Regions from separate parts of the Macaca mulatta genome. Here region 1 is linked to region 2. Evidence: chromatin contacts called from public Hi-C data. All regions are on one chromosome and are shown on one strand. The core of a region is the stretch at or near the end of the contact, and the rest is flanking DNA. Distances in the headings are between cores, read along the strand shown.

Region 1 (7,465 bases), core at 3,747-6,246, 650 kb before region 2:
TACTGTCCTAGAAATGCCCTGGGTTTTCTCATGCTATTTCATAAGAGAATACGCTACTTTTCATTGATGTCAAGAAGGCAACAGAAATGCTCCTGGGGAAGATTTCCTTACAAATAGGTTTCATCTCATCAGTAACAAAAATTAGAAAAGTCTTTGGTCAGCCCATGGAGATGAGTTACCCTGAACCCACAAAAATGTCTCTTTATAAGAGCAACTTGCATCAGATGACAAAACAGGAATCAATTTCTCTTAGAAAAAGTTATTAATGTGTTAAGACCGCTCTTTTAGGTTTTATTCAGGCAAATGCTCACTGAACCTAAAACACTTTAGGGAACTCTGATGTGAGCTTCCTTTGAAGGCTGGTTGGTTTTGTCCTTGTTTTTAAAGAGAACTCAACACGGCAACTGTGTGCTTATGATAGTTCTACAAACGTGTTCACTTTTCTTTCCATCTATTTGTATAACATGTACAATCCTTGGGGAAGAGCATGTACAAAAATGTCTTCTAAGAAATCCCTTTACAAGGTAAACAGACTGCTACAGGTTCAACTTATGTTGAAAAGTAAAATTACAGTATCGTGTAGGTATTATTACAATAGATCACTTTGAAGAATGCATCAACTGCCAGATCACATTTTCTAACCTGACAATTAAACTTCTCTTACTGATAGTCACGGTTAGTCCCAGCTTTCAGGAAGCTGTGAAACTGCTGGTGGTCACAGCTACTCAGCTGTGACGCCACGGGGGATTACTGACTTGGTGCTTTTCTAATATAGAAACAAACTCAACATAGAATCAAAGTGCTGTCTTGTGAATCTCTGCTCATTTCCTAGACACCTTCTGTTTCCTGAAGCAGACCCCGCCCCAGTGGCATGGGAAGGTGAGCCAGGTCAGCCGCCCGCTTCTGCTGCTCCCTCATAGGCTCGCTCTTTGGCCCGCCTGGGGGCACAAGCTCCTGCGTGATCTCGACTGGCTTTTCTGTGATTTGCAGAAACCTGAAAACCATCACATCATTTGACTTTGGGATATGATTAAAATTACGCAGGGACAAATGACTGAAAGGGCACAGGGCCGGCGTGGGTCAGACCCTCACATCTGGGGCCAGCCTTGGACAAGCCCTTTTTGGAGAATTTGAACTTCAAAAACTTGGTGAACATGAGACTTCATGTCAGTCTAAGGAGACCAGGGATGGCATGTCCACCTAGTTCACAACCATGTCCTTGTACCGGGGGTTCAGTCCGAACCCACTTGTATAACCTGTTACCTGTGTGTTGTATGGAGATTCTATGTATGTACCACATGGCAAACACCTGCAACACAAATTCTGTGTAACACAGAGATGTACGAATATACAAGCATCCATTCTATGCATAGGAAATGTAGTGTAAATCATCAAAACACCGTTCAGAGGCACACAGAGAGTCACATAGTATTATGTGGCCCACGACCTTCCCTCTCTGTGAACAACAGGGAGGGTGTCTGGGATTCAGCAGAAGGCTGTGGATGATGTCAGCAGCTTAGTACATCTGAAAGGCTCTGGAGCCCAAAGCGGACAAGGCACGTTGTCTACACTGAAATGGGGTGGTGATTCCCCGGGCCCCCTCTGTAAGAGACGTCCACACGGGGCAGGCTGTTGGTCAAAGTACGGTAGCTCTCCCGAGGCACAGCTCTCGAGGGGCCCCTGTGGAAGCGATGCATGCAATAAATAACACAGCCGCAGAGCAGGGCGCACAGAGACGATCACTTGCAGAAGATCCCATTCTGAAGCGCTGCGTTCTTGTCCATGATGCAGGATGAGGGGGCTGTGTGGGGCAGGTCTTCCTTGACCTTCGGAGAGTGGGTGCTGTTGTTGCTGCTACTTGATTTACTTCTGCTTGGGTCGAGCGCAGGCTGGATGGGGGAGGCGCGGGCCCCCCGTCCCCTGACCAGGCAGTTGCAGACCAGACGGAAGAAGGCCCTCCGCATCTCCTTGCTGGCCAGCGTGTAGATGACCGGGTTCATGGCCGAGTTGAGCACAGCCAGCACGATGAACCACTGAGCCTTGAAGAGGACGGGGCACGCCTGCACCCTGCAGGCCACATCGATGAGGAAGAGGATGAAGAGTGGAGACCAGCAGGCAATGAACACGCTCACCACAATCACCACGGTCCGCAGCAGTGCCATGGACCGCTCTGAGTTGTTGTGGTTGGCCACCTTACGGCTGCTGGACTTCACCAGGAAGTAGATGCGTGCGTAGAGGATCACGATGGTCACCAGAATGGCCGTGAAGATGCTGATGCAGAAGGCGATGTACTTCTTGGAGTAGAGGGGCAGGATGGTAGAGCAGTCCGGGAGATTGTGCAGGCAGTTCCAGCCCAGAATGGGCAGGGCGCCCAGCGTGAAGGCAATGAGCCAGCACATCCCAATCAAGAGGAAGACGCGGTGCTTCTTGTTGGCGTCGTAAGGCCTCATTTTGATCATCGTCAAGTGCCGCTCGATGGCGATGGCCAGTAAGCTGCAGGTGGACGCCCCGAGGGCCACGAACATACTGCCCTCTCTGAGGAACCAGACCGTGGGAGACAGGCTGAACGTCTTCTTGCCGGACATCAGAATGTTGACCTTGTAGGCGATGCCGGCCAGCAGGTCGCAGAGAGCCAGGTTGCCAATGAAAAAGTACATGCGGTTGTGAAATTTATTGTTTTTCCAGATGGCAATCAAAACCATCAGGTTCTCTAAGACGATGAAGCTGCAGATGACCAAGAAGAGCACGGTGGTGAGCGTGCCGGCCTCGGAGGCCTCCTTCAGCCTGCCCGCCAGCTTCCCCACGTACTGGTAATGCTCCCGCAGGGTCTCATTCCCCCGCGCAGGCTGGAGACGCGGCGGGAGGGCAGTTGCCATCACTCGGCATTCACAGACGGTTAGCTCCAGAATCCACCAGAGGGCGCTCGAGGAACATTCATTTCAGAGGGAAGCAGGGCTGAGGCTCTGGCTTCTTTCAGCAAAGCGTGCAGGCCAGACTCCAGCGAGGGCGTTGAAAACGGGCTCCTGCCAACAGATAAAAAGAGGGAGCGACCCTTGATAAAACGATCGCCGCCTAAGGGGCCACGGCAACGCTGTTGGAGAAAGGCATGAAAAATGTGGAAGTATGGGGATGGCTGGCCACATCAGGCTGCACAGAGGGTCTTTAGACACAGGCTAAGTTCCCTAAGTGATTGGGGGAGACCATGGGAAGCGATTTGGTGTCTGGAGTTGCCGGGAAGGGAAATTCAGAGCATGAATTATTGAATCCTGTAACAAAGATACACAGACCCAAATACAGTTTCCATCTGGAAATCTCCAGGCACTAGAAAATGCTAACTAGTCCTCATCTAGGGCACGGGAGCTGGTGACCCATTATCCCAGTTACCCAGGGAAAAGCAGGATTTTCTCAGGACCTAAAAGCAGGATGGAATCTGAATGATGCCTGCTCAATTTCCAAGACCTCCCTGGTGAGTTTCACAGTGGTATCGTGGGAAGCTCCCTCCCTTCCCAGATGGTGTCCCCTGGATCCAGGCCCAGAAATCAGGTCTGAATGGGCTGTAGGTTGGCCTGGCAGAGAGCCCTGAGGCCTGACCATGCGGTCATCGAGGGACCAACAGTACAAGTCTGGGCAGTGCCCATGCAGACACCACACTGGTGAGCAGTGGGTCCAGGGCCCAGCGAAGAAGGAATATCAACCTGCAAAAACGGGACCTAAGTCTACAGAGGATAAAGGAAGGACAGGAAAGCAGTGACAATCACACTCACTGAGTCTGCCTTGAAATTCAGAGCCCTGAATATCAGATAGAACTACGTGGGAGCATGTGAAGCAACAGAAGCGGCACATTTGGGAGCACTGCAAGAGAGAGAAAGTGGTAAGCAAAGGCCTCGATGAGTTCTGAATACCAAACTCTTCTCCCACCAGACCTCAAACATTTGCACTCAACCACACTGGTAACAGGTAATATCAATCAGCCTTCTGTGATGTCGATGACGCCACATACCCAACTATCAAGGTAGAAACCGCTTTCAGTGGATTCATTTATTTTATTTTATTTTTTATTTTTATTAAAAAAATTTTTTTTTTGAGACGGAGTCTTGCTCTGTCGCCCAGGCTGGAGTGCAATGGTGCAATCTCGGCTCACTGCAACCTCCCCCTTCCGGGTTCAAGTGATTCTGCTGCCTCAGTCTCCTAAGTAGCTGGGATTACAGGCACCTGCCACCATGCCTGGCTAATTTTTGTATTTTTAGTAGAGACGGGGTTTCACCATGTTGGCCAGGCTGGTCTCAAACTCCTGGCCTCAAGGGATCAGCCTGCCTCGGCCTCCCGAAGTGCTGGGATTAAAGCGTGAGCCACCGCGCCCGGCCATCATCTATTATTTGAGTATTTAAATATCAAATTAAGTTCAAATGAGGCTAATTTAAAAGAGCCCACTGTGTGTATCCAGTGAATTTTTTTCTGTAACTTTTACAACGTTTGAACCACAGCCCTAAATTTGCTTCAGAGACACATGAACCACTCACCAATACTATGGGCTCTGCATTTTAGGGTGTGATAGACTGAATCTCATCCACCCATGAGTTTATTCCCAGGTACAGATCAGTCCCTTGAAGATATGGGGCTTGCCTGGTTGGGGCTGAGAAGCAGAGGTGGCTCCAGATGGTGTCTGTATCCTCATGACCTTCCAGAGTGGCGGATGCTGTCAAAGTCCTCTCTCTACATCAGTTTGGGGGGCCTGGATTTTCTGAGATGGCCCCTTGCTTCTTTGCAAAGATTTTTTCCAGTGTCCTGGAGCTTGGAGGTGTTAGTTGTTCTGGAGACCACAGGGGTAGAGGGCTGGTGGGGGGTGGGATGTCCGAGCTGACGTCTGTGCTCTGCCTGGAACTGCCCGACCCTTCCCAGCTGCCGCCTCCTGAAGTCACAGAGGCCTTGGGTCGAGGTCAGCTGGAATGCCAAGTGCTGGCAGAAAGGCTTATTGTTGGTCAAGGCCCTCTGCTCACTGCAGAAAGAAAAAGCAGCCAAGTTCCAAGTCCAGGCTGATGATGCAGGACGAGAGGGGGTTGCCTGCCCAGATCGCTCCCATCACTCATGAGCCATGACAGGCAGTGCAGGGCCCTGGGCCTGCCTCCCTGAGCCCCAAGCGTGGCTCATCCACGCCAGCGCTACTTGGCTCCCCATTCACCTGAGAAGAGACCATGTCTCACCTGTAGGTTCTCCTGGAGGTGAACAGGACAGTCCAGTGGGCAGCCTTCCCCCCAGCCCCTCCCTCTCTACCCTTTCTGATTTTTATTTAAATATTGCCCATCCTTCAAACCTCAAGTCAAATTCCACTTGCTCTGTAACATTTTCTGGAATCATCCCAGCCCTGGTGACTTTTCTCTGATGCTGCATGCCACTTTTGAAAAAGCACTGCAAACTGCCTCTTTAAATGGGACAATACCACAGGCAGCAGCATTTTCTGAGCATCGAGCTTCTCCATTCACACAGGGGCCTTCCACCCAGGGTAAGTCCACAGTACCCTCCCCAGCGTCCTGTACAATGACAGGTGCTAAAAAGATACTGTCCCTTTAGTTTTTGTTTGTTTGTTGTTTGTTTGTTTTGTTTTGTTTTGGGGATGGAGTCTCATTCTGTCACCCAGGCTGGAGTGCAGTGGCGCGATCCCGGCTCACCAAACCCTCCACCTCACCACACCCTCCGCCTCCCAGGTTCAAGCGATTCACCATGTTGGCCAGGCTGGTCTTGAACTCCTGACCTCTAGTGATCTGCCTGCCTTGGCCTCCCAAAGTGCTGGGGTTACAGGTGTGAGCCACCGCGCCGGGCCTAGTATTGTTTATGATTTCTTTCTTTCTTTGTCTGTGAGCAGGGACTGGAGAATCACTATTTCTGATTTTCACTTTGCTGGGTTTCCACCCTGATCAGGGGCCTCTCGGGGACACATGTGCTGTGTCCGGCATGCACCCTGGCATGAAGCCGGGTATGAGGACAACCTGGGCCCTCAGGCTGTCTCCTGCCACCTCCAGTACCATTGCACAGTGCTGAGGGGGGCCACGAGGGCTCTGCCGTTTCCCACATGAACAGTCACTCATGCTCATGGAAAAGGCATGGAGCAAAGGCAGTCTGTGGGCAGTGCCCTGTGCCAGCATCCTCCCTCCCATAGCAGCTGGGGCCAGAGCCGTCACCATGCTGCCAAACAGATGACCTGCCCGGCTCACACTGCAACGAGAGGGGCCTTCACCTGGCAGACAGACAGCTGTCCATGACACCACAGTGTCCTGGTTTATCCCACAGCATCGCCGGGATACCCACTCCAGTATGTGGGGCTTCTGAGACAGAAACTGACAAGCTGCAGACAAACCTTGGTTCCAATCAGTGATGCCTGAGGCCCCTTGTCCCCAGCTCAGGTAGGGATTCAAGCACAGCTCCATGTTCCTCATCCTTTTAGGTAACACTGGCATATTGTTATAATTCAGACTGTTCTTGTACTACCTCAGCTTGCCTCCTGTGCCTCAGTTTCCCCCATGACAACCTGACCCTACCATTTTATACTTGTCCTGTCTCCTCTGAACCTTCTCCACACCTTTGCTTTTGCCATGCATCCCCCATGACAACCTGACCCTGCCATTTTTACTTGTCCTGTCTCCTCTGAACCTTCTCCACACCTTTGCTTCTGCCATGCATCCCCCATGACAACCTGACCCTGCCATTTTTACTTGTCCTGTCTCCTCTGAACCTTCTCCACACCTTTGCTTCTGCCATGCATCCAACAGCCAGATCCGGACTTGCTCCCAGGAGTGGAGAGGAGAGGCTGAGCAGACCCACCGCTCCACAGGCTCATACACAATTGAGCAGAGCAGAAAACAAGCAAACAATTAAAGACAATAACCAGCAATAAAATAACCCCAATAAACATAGTATAAGATTTGCCAGAGACCCATCAAAACTATGAATCTTGGGGGCAAACATATTTTCCCATTAATGTTCGATTTATCATTTCCCTTATAATTAAATATTCATCCCTCAAGAAGCATATTTGTCCAGAACATCTTTTGTTAAATATGATTCTCCGCATTTTGCCTAAGTGGAAGATATCTGGCGTCTTTAGAATCTAAAAGCTCATTTTCTCTGGATTATCAACATTTACAAAGCGGGCCTCATCCCAAGAGTTAAGTGCTGGGCTAAAGGCCAGATTGATTTTGGATGTATCTACACATTATTGTGCACGGTTAAAAGCATCTCATGGACAAGAGTTCCCCTCCGCTCCTGAGGGGTACCAGCCACAGACCTCAAGTTTGCTGGAAGAAAGCTCGAAGCCCACCCAGGCCTGAGGCTCCTGGAGTCAGCGAGCCCTACTCAGGGCAAGAGGGGAGACAGCCACTCTGGAGGATTGGTACTAACACTGCCAGGGACTGCAGGAGTGCTGGGCACTGCGGGCACCGGCAGGCCTGGGACGCTGCCTGCCCCACCACAC
Region 2 (6,711 bases), core at 4,131-6,630:
CTACAAATTCAACATCAAAGACCTTAATGTTACATGCAGAATTTAAAATGTGGCCCCCAAATTCACCCCTAGACAGATCAGCCACAGGAAAGAAACTACAGGTGGTGTAGGCAGTGGTGACATCATCATCAATATCAACTGGGCATTCACTGTATACCAGGAGCCTATGAATCATTTTACTTCATTTAAGCTCACCCCATGAGGTGGCCCCTGCTATACGTAAACACACTCACAAAAGAGGATAGAAGATAAATAGTAGGTAGGTAGGAAGGAGATAGTAAAAGAAAGATAAGGGAAGGAGGGAGGGAGGGAGGGAAGGAGGGAGAGAGGGAGGGAGGGAGGGAAGGAAGGGAGGAAGGGAGGAAGGGAGGAAGGAAGGAAAATAAAAAAAAAAAAAGATTAGAGAAGAGAAAAAAAGAGAAGAGATGAGAAAAAAAGAGAAGAGAAAAGAAGGAGCTAACTTTTGGCTGGGATTGAAATCCCCGATGGCCTCTTTAACTTCTAGCCTCTGCTCCTGCTTTCCTGTCCATCCAGATGTCTTTCCTCTCCCATTCTGGTATTCTGTAGAATCACCTTGGGCCGGGCGCGGTGGCTCAAGCCTGTAATCCCAGCACTTTGGGAGGCCGAGACGGGCGGATCACGAGGTCAGGAGATCGAGACCATCCTGGCTAACACAGTGAAACCCCGTCTCTACCAAAAACACAAAAACTTAGCCGGGCTAGGTGGCAGGCGCCTGTAGTCCCAGCTACTCGGGAGGCTGAGGCAGGAGAATGGCGTGAACCCGGGAGGCGGAGCTTGCAGTGAGCTGAGATCCGGCCACTGCACTCCAGCCTGGGTGACAGAGTGAGACTCCGTCTCAAAAAAAAAAAAAAAAAAAAAAAAAATCACCTTCTCTTCCCAGATACCCTTCAGCACAGAATTCCCTCATTATATGCATGTGTATCTCCTCTATCAGACTATAAAGTCTGTAAGGATACATCTGTGTTTATATATTTAGCCAAACATGACTTGTTCTATAAAGGGTTTATGGCAATTTTAAGGTCATGAATAGGTTCCCAGTAAAGGTGTAATTTAAAATTAAATTGGACTGAATATTGATGCACAACTAAGCCAACTGTTTACTTCACATTAAAAAAAATGCTAACAACTACAGCAAAGTTCAAAAGCAGAAAGGAGAAGGAAATCAACATCTACTGGCGTCAGCTGCTGTATTTCAGGAACTGTACTGAAAACTCTATAAATCCATTTCACGTAATTCTCAGAACAGACTTACACCATAGGTTTTATCCCAGTTTACAGTTAAGGAATTGAAGGTTTTAAAAGGCTTTGCGGGTTGGCTCTTTCACCATTATTTGCTGGAATTTGGGTTTTCAGGCTTTCTGGGTCATAGATTTCTTTCCAGGTTACCTTGTAGCAATTTGAGAACTGGCATCACTTTCCGCTGGGTCCCAAAGATCCAGGAAGAGCTTAGTGCTGTTGACTAGACCTCGGATGGACCCACCACAAAAGTTTAACCCAACCTTGACCCCAGAATCTTCACAAATGCTCACTGAAGAAAATTCCCAGGATGACTCAGGGGCCTTTCTTCTGCTCAGAGATGTCAATAAAGAACTTTAGTAACATGACTTCCAACCCTAGTACCTAATTCCCTTCCCTTCTACCAGAGATTCATTCCAAAAACTGGATAGGAGAGAAACGACCTTCCAGGACATCAGAGATGGCTTGCTTTAGGAGTAGAAGTAAGAACACTGCTATCTATGCAGAAAGTAAGTATTGTAAAATTGAGATACCTGTTCCTCAACAGATGTTCTTGGCTTGAAAAACAACTAGTAGACACTGGGCCAAAGGGAGAATTCAGAATGAATCAAGAAGAGAACCATTCAAATGAGCTGCAGTTTCTGTATCATAGATAGCCTGAGAATGCTAGAACAGGGAATCATGACACCAAGCCAATTCAACCATAAACTGTCATTCTTGTACTTTTTTTCTTGCTGATAATTTTATGTATTAGGTTGAGAAACCTACTCTATGCTAGAACAGCTTGTATTCCAATAATTTTGATGAAGAGTTCTGTGATTTTTTTTTGGTGTATTTTCATTTCTGCCACGATACCAGTAATTTATAAGAGATCCATGTAGCTTGCATGTATTTGAGTAACTTCAACATACTTTAGCTCTCCTCTCTGATGTGACCCAAAGAGCCAGTAGGTCCTAAATGTCCTTTGTGTGTCAGAAGCCTGAAGTCAGTGAGATGAAGTCCAACATCAAGAATTTAAGTAAAGCAACTTGTGGAGCAAGAATGTAAAGAAAACACTGGGTAGTTTGGCAAGAGCGTAATTATTGAATTTTCTGGTTTCCAAAAATGTGAACTCCAATAAAAGGATCTTTAATGTGCTATTTTTGCAATTTTCAGTAACAAATAAATGTGTGTATAGAGAAAATAAAACTGACATATTCGAGTAGCTTTAAAAAAAAACTTTTTTAAAAAAAAGGCTGCATGATGAATCAGTTATGTGGCTTTGGACCAGTAAGGAGTCAATTTCAACCCAGATTGTACTGACTTGGAAGGCCATTGTGACTCCATGTCAAACTCCAGACTACACTGTTTTCACAATACCATAGTATCTTCTAAACTGAACAAAATACTTGCACGAAATAGTTGATTCTCTTCTTCCAGTTTCTTTTCATTCATGGAAAGGGAAAGAAGACACATTGAATTAAACGTCCAGCAAATGTAAATACAGTATTAACATTTAAATGCTTTCTCAGCACATATTTTAAAGGATAAACCAAAAGAATGTATATCAAACATACTAGAAAAAAGATGCTAGCAATTAAGGAGTGCAACCAGTAACGTTATAACTAAGTGCAATCAGGTAAGTCACTCGGAAGTGAAAACCATCTAAATAAAAACCAAATTAATAACTCTCATCAATATGATAGCCAAATTTGAGACACTACCCACAAAATGCAGAGGGGCACACATCAGCCACATCAATATTGTGATCCCTCAGTTCACAAGAGAGACACACAATTATCTGAGATACACTGTAAGGACACCAATGATCAACATATGGCATCGCAATGGCTGTTCCAGGGAACATCCATTTTCACTGTTCCCTGGATTTCAGGCATAAAAAGATGACTGAAGACATATACTGGCCCTTTTACCTTAACCCAATTCATAACCATTGTAAAAGTAACCATTTCGCTACTCAAAAGATTATAAAGAAATTCTATTTTTCGTAAGAATCTACGATCTACTAGCACACACATACTGTACCTTAATATATAATTATCAAATCTGAAAACAAACGTTCTGCAAATTACCAGCTACTACAATATTTTGGTGTTTGCCTTTTAACTAAAGCTGATGGGGGGAGTAGGGAGGTTGGAAGAATACTCATTTTACCTGCCCTTCCCAAATTTCACTTCAAAAGAGTGTTTAAAAACTCAGTATGTCCAGATATAAATCTCCAAGCTTAATTTTCACTGTTTAACAAAAGCGATGTAGAAAGCAATTACTGTACCCTCCATCAATCCTTTCGGATTGCACAGAATTCCTTCCAGAAAATTCCAATAGAAAAAAAGTTAGACAGGTATTCGCGTTTTGGTGCGTAAGTAGTCTTTGGCACACGTCATGTAGCGTGAAATCCTTTAAGACATTTAAATGTTCCTGGTATTGTTTTGCGATGAACGTGATAAAATAGTCAAACAATCCATATTTACCAAGAGTAAAAACACTTCCACCACGCACGGAAAATCTCTCCAAAACACAAAATCTGATTCAAAAATTATAAATAAAAAGAGAATAAATGTAAAAACAAATGCATAAACAAACTTCGAAATGCGTATGCGATGACATTACTGAAGCCATTACTCAAAACGAACCTCTGTAAAATCGAGAACGCACAATCAATGCAATAAGATGCTCGAGAAAGCCAAACCCGAGGCGCTGCGCAGTTCCCGCATCGCACAATTCATTTCAACACATTCCTTGACGAATACATCCAAGGTCACTCACGATGGAGAGGAAAGTGCCTGTCTCTCTCCAGAGCACGCAACCCGTTCGCCGCGCCCCCACGGAGGGCGGCGAGGAGACGGGCGCATCAGGAAAGGGGCTGCGCGGGCGCGAGGACTGGCCGGTGGGCGTTCCGGCGCCGCGGAAACCCGCGCATCCGCGGAGCCCGCAACTTGCAAGGTCCGCGGCCATCCCCCGGGCCTGGGAGGGGTGGCCCGAGGGCAGGCCCGCGTCCCCGGGGTGACCCGACCCGCCGCGCCGGGGTCCCGCCCCTCCCCCCGCCCCGCCCCCGTCGCCGGCCCGGGATTATGCAACGCTCCCCCTCCCCGCCCGCATTCTGGCGCAGCGCCCCCTCCCCGCGCCCGACTGCGCAGCGCCGCCGCCCCCTGCCCGCGGGCCTCCCCGCCCGGCTCCAAACAAAGCGCGCGCTAAGGGGCCGGCGGCGGCCGGGGAACTGGGGACGGGAGGGTGGCGGCCATGTTGGCGGGGGGCGGCGGAGATGGGGGGACTGAGGAGTGGGGGCCGGCGAACAAAGGAGCGCGCGCCCGCCCGGAGGCCCAGGCCCGCCCCGCCCGGGTCCCCGCCGTGGCCCGGCCGGCAGGGGGCGCTGTGCGGGCGCCGCCCGCTGGACAATGCTCCGCCGGGCCCCGCGCGGGCCGCGCTCACCTGCGCCCCCGGGCAGGCCGCCGCACCCCTGGCCTGCCGGCGGCCCGCACCCTCTCACGACCCACGCCCGCCCTGCGCGAGCCTCACCTGCTGGCCGCCGCGGCTGCAGTCCACAGGCCCACGGGTTCCGCCGTCGCTCGTTCGCGCTCCCGCCGGCCCCAGCCCGAGCCAGACGGCGCCTCCCCGCCCCCGCTCCCTCGCCGCGGACGCCGCCCGCCCCCCAGCAGCCAGGGCGCACGCGCACTGCGCCCGCCGAACTGCGACGGCCGCGCCGCCCCGGCGCCTGGCGCCGACGGCCGACTGCGCAGGCGCAGTGGGGCGGGGCGGGGCCGGCGGGGGCGGGGCCCGGTCCTTCTCACCTGGCGGGCGGCAGGGCGGGGCCGGAGACCCGGAATGCCAGGTGCGCGAGGTGAATGGGCGGTGGCAGGCGCGCGGAGCCCAGGCGCCTGAGGGGGCGCAGCTTCTCCCGGAAGGCAGGCAGCCTCCGAAGGACTTCGTTTTTGCGCAGGAGGACGTTGAAGAAAGGACAAGCCCCCTTTGTCCTGGGACGTAAGCCGCAAGTGGTCCTGAGTAGTGCACACCGCGAAGACTGAGGAAGCTGGATCACAGGGCTGGGCCGTGAGCCCTGAACCTTGGAGAACGCCGCATTACTGCTCCAGCGCGCCGGTTCAGGACCGCGGGACGCGAGCCCTTTAAAAGGATGGATTTGCTTCCTGTGACTCCCTGGAAGAGACGTCTTCACCACCGCACTGCGTAGAGGCCGGCGTCGTCGCCCGCTCACCTCGCTTGCTGCCTCCCCGCACAAAGCCCAGCCCAGGTAGCTCAGGTTAGCTGGAGCCCCGGAGCCTCACCTACAAATAGCTGGCCTGGCCTAGGTTGTGTGGGGACGGGATGTGGCTTCTGCAAGCCCAGAAACCTGTTTCCACTCCCCCACCAGAAATGGAAGTCACCCAGCTCTACTCGCAAGGTTAGGAGCCAAAAATTCCCATGATCGCACGCGAATTCATTTGACTTCCGTTTCAGTTAAGATGCCTTTTCAGCATTTTGTTGCTTGTTTGCAGGAGAAGGGAGAGAGGTAGCGTCAAGAATAGTTTTTACTCCTGCAGAGTCGAGTGCAGGACTTGGAGGCTGAGTTCAGGCGCTCTCCCTTCCCCGCCAGCCCCGTGTCCTGCAGCAGGTCACTGACCCGGTTCCTCGAGTGCGACAGCGCAGCCTCATCGTAATAAACCGCCTCCCAAAGCGTTGTCAGATCAAATTTCAGAACATGGTATTGGAAAGCACCTTAAACACTCTAAACTGCAGCACAATTATTAGTTAGCAATACTCTTTGGGGTTTGACTGGCACCTTTTCTTCCAAATAAGAGTGATAGATTCCTACTCAAACAAATGGAAATGCTTGTCTCAGATGACACACTTGGCAGGCATGGGACGTTCACAGGCCAACTAGAGGGCTGATTTCAGTACTGAGATATAAAAGTGTAATGCTGTACTTACAAGTTCCCAAGTGTTGAGAAATTACTCACTCATTTGTGTATTTAATGTCTTTTTTGTGTGTTTGTTTAGACGGAGTTTCGCTCTGTTCCCAAGGCTGTAGTGCGGTGGCATGATCTCGGCCCACTGCAACCTCTGCTTCCTGGGTTCAAGCAGTCCTCATATCTCAGCCTCCCGAGTAGCTGGGATTACAGGCGCGCACCACCATATCCAGCTAATTTTTAAAAATATTTTTAGTAGAGGCGGTATTTCGCCATATTGGCCAGGCTGGTCTCAAACTCCTGGCCTCAAGCAATCCGCTGGCCTCAGCCTCCTAAAGTGCTAGGATTACAGGCGTGAGCCACCGTGCCCGGCCTGTTTAATGTCTTATAGTGGGATTATCTCAGAAACAGAGGAATGGGAAGAAGGTAGGTGCCAAGAAATCTGCTGGTTGGAAGATTTCATCTCGTTGGTGAGACCCCTGGGTTTCTCCACCTCAGCACTGTTGGCTTTTGGGATGGGATAATCCTTTCGTGTGGGGTCGGTCCCATGCTT

What was found. A called contact is a pair of places that touch in the nucleus more often than the background predicts.
Region 1: a Hi-C map of fetal cortex germinal zone shows a contact between it and region 2, with 3 times the contacts expected there. The contact joins the promoter of S1PR3 here to the promoter of SPIN1 in region 2. A contact is called at or near these places in 2 of 14 Hi-C or Micro-C datasets (fetal cortex germinal zone and fetal cortical plate).

The regions. Positions count from the first base shown.
Region 1 is chr15:119,670,887-119,678,351 of T2T-MMU8v2.0, reverse strand. It overlaps S1PR3 (sphingosine-1-phosphate receptor 3), which reads right to left and starts at 4,996. Exons shown (of 3, transcript XM_028835320.2): 1 at 4,521-4,996; 2 at 3,765-3,852; 3 at 1-3,023. The coding sequence starts at 2,876. The coding sequence ends at 1,740.
Region 2 is chr15:119,019,995-119,026,705 of T2T-MMU8v2.0, reverse strand. SPIN1 (spindlin 1) reads right to left here and starts at 5,380. Exons shown (of 7, transcript XM_077966702.1): 1 at 5,046-5,380. It overlaps LOC144334790, which reads right to left. Exons shown (of 4, transcript XM_077966427.1): 2 at 5,785-5,917; 3 at 3,891-5,037; 4 at 1-2,679. The coding sequence ends at 4,109.